Linked DNA regions of Mus musculus: region 1 is linked to region 2. The links are chromatin contacts, called in public Hi-C maps. All regions are on one chromosome and are shown on one strand. The core of a region is the stretch at or near the end of the contact, and the rest is flanking DNA. Distances in the headings are between cores, read along the strand shown. Region 1 has its middle 37 kb from the start of Pde1a. Region 2 overlaps Pde1a (phosphodiesterase 1A, calmodulin-dependent).

The links. A called contact is a pair of places that touch in the nucleus more often than the background predicts.
Region 1: a contact with region 2 is called in a Hi-C map of bone marrow, with 1.9 times the contacts expected there. The contact joins two enhancer-like sites. A contact is called at or near these places in 5 of 484 Hi-C or Micro-C datasets (bone marrow, erythroblasts, macrophages and 2 more).

What each region holds. Positions count from the first base shown.
Region 1 is chr2:80,164,011-80,169,566 of GRCm38.p6, reverse strand. It overlaps a transcript of Pde1a not described here. Among named protein-coding and RNA genes, the nearest start is that of Pde1a, 37 kb to the right of the region's middle. Within about 2 kb of position 1,311, at least 12 of the 459 cell types and tissues checked have an H3K27ac peak or open chromatin away from gene starts, as enhancers often do. A contact at or near this core is called in bone marrow, where this site is marked.
Region 2 is chr2:80,079,362-80,084,481 of GRCm38.p6, reverse strand. All of the region lies in intron 2 of Pde1a (phosphodiesterase 1A, calmodulin-dependent), which reads left to right. Among named protein-coding and RNA genes, the nearest start is that of Pde1a, 47 kb to the left of the region's middle. Within about 2 kb of position 3,866, at least 40 of the 459 cell types and tissues checked have an H3K27ac peak or open chromatin away from gene starts, as enhancers often do. A contact at or near this core is called in bone marrow, where this site is marked.

The DNA of each region.
Region 1 (5,556 bases), core at 62-2,561, 88 kb before region 2:
AATGTCTTTAAAACACATTTTCAAAGCAGGATACAGCCTAGGTTCCTGTACTGTATTGGTCTCGTTTCTTCAGAGCTGCAACTCTTTAGACTCTAATCTGGTATCCTCTCAGACTGCTTTCCCTTTGACTGGGTATTAAGGAGCATAGGATAGCCGTGGTGAAGACTGTCCCACACTCTGTATACGTATACTACTCTTTCCTTACTTCATGCATGGTTCACTGTTTTTGTCTATGTCATCTATTTCCAAAAACCTGGAAAATTGTTCTAAAGCCTTATGAGATTCAAGTTAGATATTTTGGCAGCAATCAATGTCCTTAGATTATTCCCAGAAGTCACATAAAGGCAGACTGTCCCCTCATGGTAGATCACTGGATTGAATTGTAAAAGATTGCATTTAAATTCCAAAAAAAAAAAAAAAAAAAAAAAAAAAACCTTGTAGAGTTTTTTTGGGACAGACCTACTTCTCAGTAGCCCCATTTCAATTAGATTTAACATTTTTTGGTTGTCTTAGTTAATGTTACTATTGATATGATGAGGCACCATGATCCAAAGCAACTTGGGGATGAAAGGGTTTATCTGCCTTACACTTCCACACCACTGTTCATCATCCAAAGGAAGGTGAACTGGAACTCAGTCAGGGCAGGAACCTAGAGGCACGAACTGATCCAGACGCTGTGGAGGGATGCTGCTTGCCGGCTTGCTCATTATGGCTTACTCAACCTGGTTCTTTATAGGATCCGGGACCACCAGACCAAGAATGGCATGATCATGGACAGTGGGCTGGACCCTCCCCCACCAATCACTAATTTGAAAATGCCTTGTAGCTGGATCAAATGAGGTCCCCTCTTTTTATAAAACTCTAGTTGTATCAAGTTGACATAAGTCTAGCTAGCATATTGGTCTTTGAATACACGATTATTACATTGGATATTTAAAAATGGTGATATTGAATTCTTTACATTAATCCGTTTCAGAGTAAGATCGTGTTTAATAGTTGCCACTAAAATTGCCACTTTAATAGTAGCAAGTGACATTTATTTACCTTTTACTTTTCAAATACCAGATGCTATGTAAATGCTCAGGAATAGACTTTACCCCGAATTAGAATACTCCTTAGCATGTGCAGGGCTGAGATGGTATTGTATAGACATTCCTGCCATGCCTTATGAAGTGGTTTAGTAATGATGTCTTAAGTAACAGACCAATGGAAGAAGGAGGAAGGTTGTTCAAGTGACAACAGACTAAGCCTCCTTCTCTTCCCCTTTCATTACCACTTTCCCCTCAGTGTTGCATAATAAAAGTCTTCCCCTTTACTGTGAGCATTGGAGACATTACTTCATGCACCTCTCCTTCACTCTTCTTTCCTTCCACCTTATCTCTCCATGTAGAGAAACTGACTGGAAGCACACAGAACATGCTCCTGAGAAGACAGGAGATGAGTTCCACTCTTCTATGACAAAACGATAGCAAATAGTTGTTCAGTGCTCGGTGGAATACCAGTTCCTGGATCTACAATAACCATGGAACCACTACCTCTGCCCTCTGCCTTTCAGGAGCCATATCTCAATCACCCTCTAAGAGACTCAGATGATTCTTCAGTAGAGGTGAATGGTCACAAGGTCATGGCAAAGACGACTTCGACACACGTTTAGACTTACTTAGGACATGAACAGAGTAAGTCTGTATTAAGAAGGATCTCTTCTGAACAATGAGTCATGACTGGAGAGGGTACTTTGTTATAGATTTAGAATTCAGTTAGTGTAATGGACCATGATTTTCTCCCTGAGAGCTGCTGGAATATCAGAGATGTGAATATTACTTTAGCTTCTTAACATCCCCAGGAAGTAGGTTCATTACCATTTCAACATCTTCTATGGTCAACAATCCGTTTGTTTTTAAGGATTAAATTTATTAGCTTACTAATTAACATACCATTTTGGTTTAGCATAAAAGGAAAGCACCACTGTGTGGTACCTTTAATCTTATAGCAAGCCAGTCCTTACACATCATGATCTTCATTCTAACTGCAGTATAGAGGTACAGACAGACGATATTTATAGTTCATTACATTTGCATTTACAGCTTCAAGCTCACTTTAGATAAACTGAAATAATAAAAGACAAAGTAAGTCCTTACACATTAAATTTGTGGATGACTGAGTTTTATGTTATTCTCTTGGAAGTATCCTCTCCAGGTCATACCATCTGTTATATGATTTGATTTGCAGAATAATACCGGGAATATTTGTGTTTTTCTTTCCCATTCCTTTCATTTGATGACATTTCAATAACTCAGATTTCAAGAGAGAGTTCATGAAAATATGATGTTGATGTCCTTAGTTATAAAGCTAAACCTTCAGTTTTATCCAGCAATACCTCTTACCATTATCACCTCATAATCAGAAAGTTTTCAGTGAATTAAAAACATCCATTAAAGTAAAAGCTTTAGTCTTCTTGCCCACTTTCACATGTTTCAAGATTTTATCTACTTAAAACAAATTAGCAACTCCTTCTAGCACTTACCATAAACTAGCTTCCAATATAACTACTGTACTGACATAGCAGGAAATGGTACTACTGTTCTCATATCACAGAAGAAGAAGTTAATATAGAAAGTCAAGGGATTTGCCCTTGGCTCTGTATGTCATGGATGGGAGAGTTGACCTCTTATCTCAGCTTTGCCATTTCCTCCATAGCTCTGCGTTTCCTGGCCTAGCCAGAGTCATCATTATAAAAGTATTATGTAGTCATTATCAATGACTATTTGAAGACTGTGCATTGCTCCAATTATACCAGATTTTATTACTTCCTAATTTCAAACAATAAGAAAAAAGAATATATTGACTGTTGATAGCAGATCCACTTACATGGTTATCTTGGTTCACTTTTATGTTGTAAAGAATAAATCAGACCTCGGTTTTAGGAACAAAAAAGTTGAAATTGCTATGTGAAGTCTGCAAAATAATCATACAATAATTTTGCTCTTTAGAGAAGATGAAAAATAAGGTCATCAATGTAAATGGTCTTGGATGTTCAAAAAAAAGCATGAAAGACAGAAATTCATTTAGCCACTAAGATGAACTTCCTGGCTGTATAGACATTTATGCTATTATAAACATCCAACTTAAAGGCATCAGGATAATTGGCTACCACTGATGCTTTGTTTGGTCCATGATAGAATACCCAGAGTAAGTAGGAACAAGTATTTACAGGTCTGTATTCATCATTATTATTTCTCCTATCAAAGTACACAGACGCTGCACAAGACAACAGAGATACCCATGCAATGAGGGAATGAACTGACTACACAGGAGAAATTTAGCTAACGGTTTTGAGAAAGGTTTGCTATGTTTCAAAGTAGAAAACACAGTAGAAGTAGGGAATGAAGGAAGGCTTGTGAATGGGAGGAAATTAACAGTGAGTCTGAAAAGCACAACAGGATATTAAAATGAGAACATCAAGCTGGAGTGAGATCTGGAACCTTCTTCAAAAGCATACTCAGATTGCCTTCATCATCTCTTGACTATCACCAAGGAAACTCATCTCTGAGGTACTTGATTAAGATCACACATTTTGAATATTTGCATCAAACCACACCATTCTTCCTCACCAGTGATGTTTGCACATGAGAATATTAGAAGTATGATGGGGCAGGTTCTGGCACTTTCTATGAAATGTCAATTAAGAGTTGGGAGGTGTTTAATCAAGAGTAAGACTTAAGAGGGCACTATGTTAATTGACTGCAATTGCTTGAAGTGCTTTAACTAGATATTCAAATTTATTGTACATATTGCTTCAGAGTAAAGAACTAGCAAAGTAAGCCACGTTTTAACCAAAGGAAATTGCACGCATGACATTAGATTTATAAAAATTACATTTGTTTGTTTGTTTATTTATTTATTTACATTTATTTGTTTGTTTGTTTGTTTGTTTGTTTGTTTATAATGTGTATATGTAGGCACAGGATGCCACACATAGGTAGGTTAGAGGACAACTCATGGTAACTGGCTCCCTCCTTCCATCGTGTGGGTTATGCGGATTGAACTTGGGTCACCAGGTTTGCTCCTAAGTTCCTTTGTCCACCAAGCCATCTTACCAGCAAAATGCCAGATTTCTTTGGTTTGTTTGTCTTAACAAAAGGACTGTCTTCCTTAGAAGTTGCTGGTTTCTCATTGTCATGAGTAACCACTTATGGCATGAGAAAATTAGAAGGCAGATCGTTAACAGATGGTGAGCTCTTTAGTAGGAGTCTTTGCACCTGCATTTCTTGTATCTATTACACTGGTCAGTGTGGAGTTCCTATTGCTTCCAAATCTAACATCAGCTGCAATCTCAGTGTGTTTATTGTGGCTCTGCCCCTCATGCCGATTTTCTGATCACTAGCCATGCCACATGCCAGCTGTTTCTTAAAGACATGAACTAGTTTTGCCTGTTCTAATTAATTAATTAATTAATTAATTGATTAATGTCTAAGTAGATTCATTCAATGGTGTTATGTTTTGTTTTTGCTTAATGCTTGTTTATTGGTATTTTCATTGTGGTTTTTGCTTTTTAATATTCATTGCTGTGTAGTGTCATTGAATGAATACACTGCCCTTTACTTACTACACTATGGGAAATGGAATAATTTCCGTTTCGAAGCTTTAAGACTATTTAACATTTCTCATTGATACTGTCTATATGCATGTGTCTCTGTTGGGAATATAACTGTGAGTGAATTGTTGGGCCATGGGGAATACACATGTTTGGTTTCAGCAGACAATGCAAAAATAGTTTCCCAAATGTTTCCATCCATACTTTTGTAAGCAATTTCTGAGAATACTGGTTGGGCCATAACCTTGTCATTTTTTTTTATTATTCTCAATAGTTGCTGGTTAAAAATATTCTGGATATGTGCATATACTTTTAGAAGTTTAATGTGTGTGTGTACATGAGTGCAGGTGTGTTCACTGAGGTCAGAAGGTATAAGATCCCTTGGAGCTGGTGATATAAGTGTTTGTCAGAATAATATGATGTTGGTGCTGCAATTAAATTTGTGGCCTCTGGAATACTGATATGTGGTCTTAATGGCTGAGTGATCTCTTCATTCCATGTATATATAATATTTTAGAATTAATTTTACATTTAAGATACAGAGCATTATGTTAATATAGTAGAACACATTAATATATCCATTATCTCACTTCTTCTTTTTTTTTTTTTTTGCAAAAAATCTCTCAGTTCTACTATAGAATAGAATTATAGTGAAAATCTTAATTGCAGCATAGTTTTATTACCTGTGGTCTATAGACTTTGTCTACATTACATCTATAGACTCATTTATCCTATGAATTTCATTTATAACAGAATCCATACTTATAATGGCTTGCTATCCCTGGCACAATGCCCTCACTGACTTTTTCTGTGGATTCATTTTTTTTTTTTTTAAATCACACCTTCCCTTATCCTCTGGATTCCAGGCAAAGACATTCTATTTCTATCTTTTGAAAGTTACCAACTCTCTCTTAACTTTAGGAGCTTTGTGTTAGGTTCTTTTCTGGATATTATTCAGTTTA
Region 2 (5,120 bases), core at 2,617-5,116:
TTCAAGGTTTTGCTTTATAGAAATCCACTTTTGAAAAGTCTCTTGGGTCATTAGACTGGGCTAGGTGCACCCACCTTGAATTCATGGCCTTTACATTTACCACACCTCAGCACCAACCATATCTTATCCCACACTACACTTCATATTTACTACAAAACAGCCATTCATGTAACAACCCTAGATGGATGGAGAATATCTGTACAATTTATCTTTAAAAGCTGAATTAAACTGAACATGTGGACAGCTGGGAGGCATGAGAACCATTCCTCCAAGCTAGAGAGTTTTATGGTTTTGCTCAGATGCACAATAAGTTTAAGAATATTTCTTTTTAAGTCTAGTTCTGAATTTTTAATCATGTGATTCCAGTGAACGTTTGGGAGACTCTTCCACTGAAACTATTGAAATGAATATGCATTTTAAAAATTGAAATCTGTGCCCATGGTCTGTGGACACTTCAGTAGTAAGCTTGCCAAGAGAAGGAACTATGAACTGTGGGGAGGAAAAGAGAGCACTTATCTCACAAATCCAATTACAAGGCTTACTTTGTTTTGTTGGTTTTGCTTTTATTTTTTTTTCACATCGTATACCACAAGTGACTAATGTGAACGTTCTGATTGATTTATTCAAAGAGTTTCTTCCCGAAAAGTGACTGATCATCACCCCTTCTCAAAACCCTTCCATTTGCAGAACAAAGAAAACAAATATTTGTGCAATACCGCAAAGCATAGCTTTTTTAGTTAGTTTTTCACTACTGTCATGGGTTTCTTAAGGTAAATGACTTGAGGGAGAAGATGCTTTGGTGCTTGGTTCAGAGGCTTCATGTCCACTGGTTCCATTGACATTTGGCTTGTGTTTAGGAGAAGGAAGGCATGAAGGAAGCTGCCCTTTGATGGCAGGTCTGGGGAAAGTGAGGAGAAGGAGTGGAGAAGACACCCTTCTCATCATGGCATGGTCCTAGTCACCCACTCCTCCAGTCAGGCTTCACCTCCTATTCCTACTCCCTCAGTCCTTAGATGGTTTTAGAGCCCAGCCCACTCACTTGCAACCCAGCCTTAGCACCTGGGCTTTAGGGAGCACTTCCCACTCCCAAGAGTTTTCATTTCTTTGGTCCTTATGTTCCCTAGGTTTCTACTTTAATCTGTGTCTACTCTTACCACTCTCACAGTTAAGCCTGGTTACTGACAATTTTCTGGCTTACAACAGTGGATCACGACCTCTCCATCTTCACATTTTAAGACTCTCCTGCTGCCTATTTTCCCCAAATGTCCTTGTAAAGAGGAAGCCAAGAGAGGCGGCGTAAACTGATCAATACCAAATGTTTTCCTTAAGAGAAAATGAGAATAGGAACCCAAATTTCAGGCTTCTCATCTCTCAGCTGAAGGGCTTGAATTTTATCTAGTTACTTTTACATTTCTGAATAGATAACTCTTAGTAAGAAAATGCTTTCAGAGAAAAAAATCTAAGATATTTAAAAAGAAGATCAGGAGAGAGCTGGTTACAAAAACACAAAAGAAATCCTGTGCAAAATTTTAGTCCCTTTCCCTACAGAACCCTAAGTCACAATCCATGATTATTTTCATAACAAATATTTGTATATTATAATTTATCTGTGCAAATTCATTTGAATACTTTTTTCGAGCATTGTCGATGCTGGAAACTCAAGAGTGAAATGTATATTTTAATTAATGATCATGGTTGCATCATCAAAATTCATGTGCAAAAACATCTTTGTAAAAATTTTTGGGAAAAGTAAATTGTGTTTAGTTATTTTAAAAATATTTATTTATTATTTATTTGTGTATGCTCATGTGTGTGCATATTATATGTGTGTGTATGTGTCTGGTGTGTTCAAATGTACATGTACATGCACAATGATCAGAGGAGGGTTTTGAGCATCCTATTCTATCACTCTCTACCTTATTACCTTAAGATGGAGCCACTCACTGAACATGGAGTTTGGCTTGCAGGCAGCAAACCCCAAACTGTCTGTGGTCCCTGGTGTGGGGTTACACAGGACTGTCTGGAGATTTTAGCTTAGGTCTTCATGCATGCACACAAGTTCTTATACACTGAGCCATCTCCCCAGCCTCTGAAATGAGTGTTAGTCCTGATTTTGGGGGTATTTGGGAAGATCTTCCAAGTGGATAGTTGTAAAGTTAAAGTTTTAGAATGTCCTCTACATATTGTTATTCCTGAATATACATATTGAAGGATGGAATTTAAAAAGATGTTTTCTCAGGTGAAGAATGCCAATTGTCCACTTTAAAATTTCTTGCAATGCCTGTAATTTGTTAGGAGTTTTATAAATTCCCACAGAATGTATCAATACAATCATTAAAATTTAGAATACATAATTTTGGCTCTTTTTCACCAACATCTACTTAGATTATCAAGCTCATATATTTTGTATGTATGTTTCAAAAGAAAATTTATAAGGATCCCTAGGCACGTATATAATTAAAACTATGAGAAAAGTATAAAACCACCGTGATGTGATTAATAAACTTTGGGCTAGACTTGAAATATTGAATGGTTAAAAATTACCATCTGTTAAATGACTAAATCTGGGTCATTGTGAACCAAAGGAAAACAATAACTCTTTCTCTAGCCATCATCATTTCTTCTTTTTTAAAATGAAATTAAATAAACAAAGAGATTGAAATAATAAATGTCAAACTAATAATAAATGGGGTAGAAGGGTGTCTGTACTTGCAAGACTTGCACAGTGGGCTTCCGGTCTCAGTCTTAATTCACTTCCTCCTTCCACATATCGGGTGAGAAATCACCATGCAGCATTTCTCTGGCCTTAATTCAGGGCACACAAAATGAGGCACAAAGCCAAGTAGTCCCTTCACGGTGCTTTCTTGTAGGCTGTCCAATACTTGACTTGCCTTCAGCAACAATCTTGCAAATCTGTGTATTCAAAATCCCTGTTAGGCCGGATGCTTCTCTTGAGTAAATAGCTTCCTGTTTGCTGATTGCCACCTTATTCCTTCATATGAATTCTCACTTACTGCTTATATTCTAGCTAGGTTGTGAGAAACACCTCGACTAAAAGAAGTTTGGGAAATGGTTTAATTCATCATACAGGTTGTGGTCCGTCATTGAGGGAAGTCAACACAGGAACTTCCAACTTAATTGCTTCAGAAAGTTCAATGCAAGACTTATAGCTTCCACAAAACAGAGCAACCTCTCAGAAGAGGCTGAAATGTCAAATGATTTAGCTTTCCTCACACACCCAGACTGCCATTTCAATCCTGACACTTCTTCTACACCATTGACAGACTTGCAAAGGATGTTAACAAACTGGAAAAATAGGGAGAAAGAAGGAGCTGATATTTCTGGAGAAAATAAGTTTGGTCTTTACATCATTTCTACTTCTTATCATACCATGGATCTGAAGAATTGAGTCTGAATATTATCTTATAAAATTAAATAATTTTGTATGTGGCCATAAGCACATATAAAATATTTGTATCTTTACTGTCTCATTTCTCTGTGCATAGAGCACAGTTTAGCATAGGCTGCCCCAAGACATGGCACCTTAGCCACTCAAGGAGAGGCGATGACAGATGGATGCCTGGCATTCCATTATCTTACTTTCTTGCAATAAATAATAAAGCCCAGGAAATCATTTTCTGACATTATCTCATTTTTTCACCTTATTCCAAATAATTTTACCAAATCCACATGTGCAACATGCCCTTTTTATGTCTGGTAGGAAGACACCAGCTTACACACAGTAATTTGAACAGACCAGCTTTGCTAGGCCTCCCCAGGAGGTTACCAGTAGGCAACACTGCTTCTTCCAGTCACGTGTCTCTGACTGTAGTCCATGATTACGTCTCTCTCCTTGCTTCATCAAATTTCAACACACAATACACAGCTTCCCTGTTTCTTTGGTTCCTCTTGTTCTTATAAAGGCTTGCATGGCCTAAAGAATAGTTATGAAACCAACACGTGTTTTTCGCTCGGTAATCTTTTATTACAAGTACTCTAGCTCTCCACTCCTTTTGAAATGAGTGGAAAAAAATTGTTTTTTTTCTGACGGGGACAAAAGACACTGGATCAATGCAAGATATGTATGCTTATGCATGTAAACACTTTTAAAGTAAGTCCCCCTCAAAGCATCTTGAAGTAGTTAGTGGATTTGTAAAGCTAAAGTCTTGCAACAACTCAGTGCTTGCCAGAAACTTCTTGTTCCTTCGCTTGCCTCACTTGCCTTTCTCTTTCCGTTTCCCAAATGTCTTAGCTTCTACCTGTTCAAGGAAGCATCTGCGAATCTCCCAATAAACATAATCTTTAAATACAGGTAAATTTTTTCTTAAACTTCTTCATGTCAAAACTGATCCCCTTTTATTTGAAAAAAATCCTTTAGAAAGAAAGTATCAAGTATGAGTATGCTTGTCTTTAGGGAATTTCTCTGTAGAATCAAAAACAAGAGTGATCATTTTGGATTGACAAAGAGTTTGCTCAGCCAGACCCTCGTTAGACTTCTGAATCTTCTAGAGTCATCCCTGCACTTTTAAAATCTAGTGTTAGCCAGGCATCCTGCTAAGTCAGACTAGTGTGAACCTTGTTTTCAACATTAGTTTCCTAATCTTCCACCATCCCTAAGTGATGTCTGATGGTCCTGGCCTGTCTTCAGTGAGAAGCTGTTAGGTCATCATTTTCCACTACCTCACCCAACCGGTTCCCTGTCAGTTCCCTCTTGCCCTCTCTGTGTCTGGAGTTGTGCTCCATTCTTTCTTTCACATGATTCTGAATGAGGGCATCCTTATGTTTTATCACGTGTCTGAGTAATCTTTTTCATTGGCACTACATGGAATTTCAGATGGCAGGCAGTTGTGTCAGGGAGCCCCGAGTCCTTGGTATCGGATGGGTCACCTGGCCAGATCTGGATGGGAAGTGAGATTCCGTGGAGGCGGCATAGGTCTCACTGAGTCCCTGTCCACTGATCAGACAGAGACAGAGTGTGAGCTGGGCTGGCACAGAGAAGTTCTGTCCCCATCATTATCAACTCACTCTCCTTGCCAAGTGTTTCCATTCCAGGAGCAAACTCTGTTACCACGGGGCCCTAGAAGTGTCTCCAGGCAGCCCTGAGCCAGTCCGGAATGTCC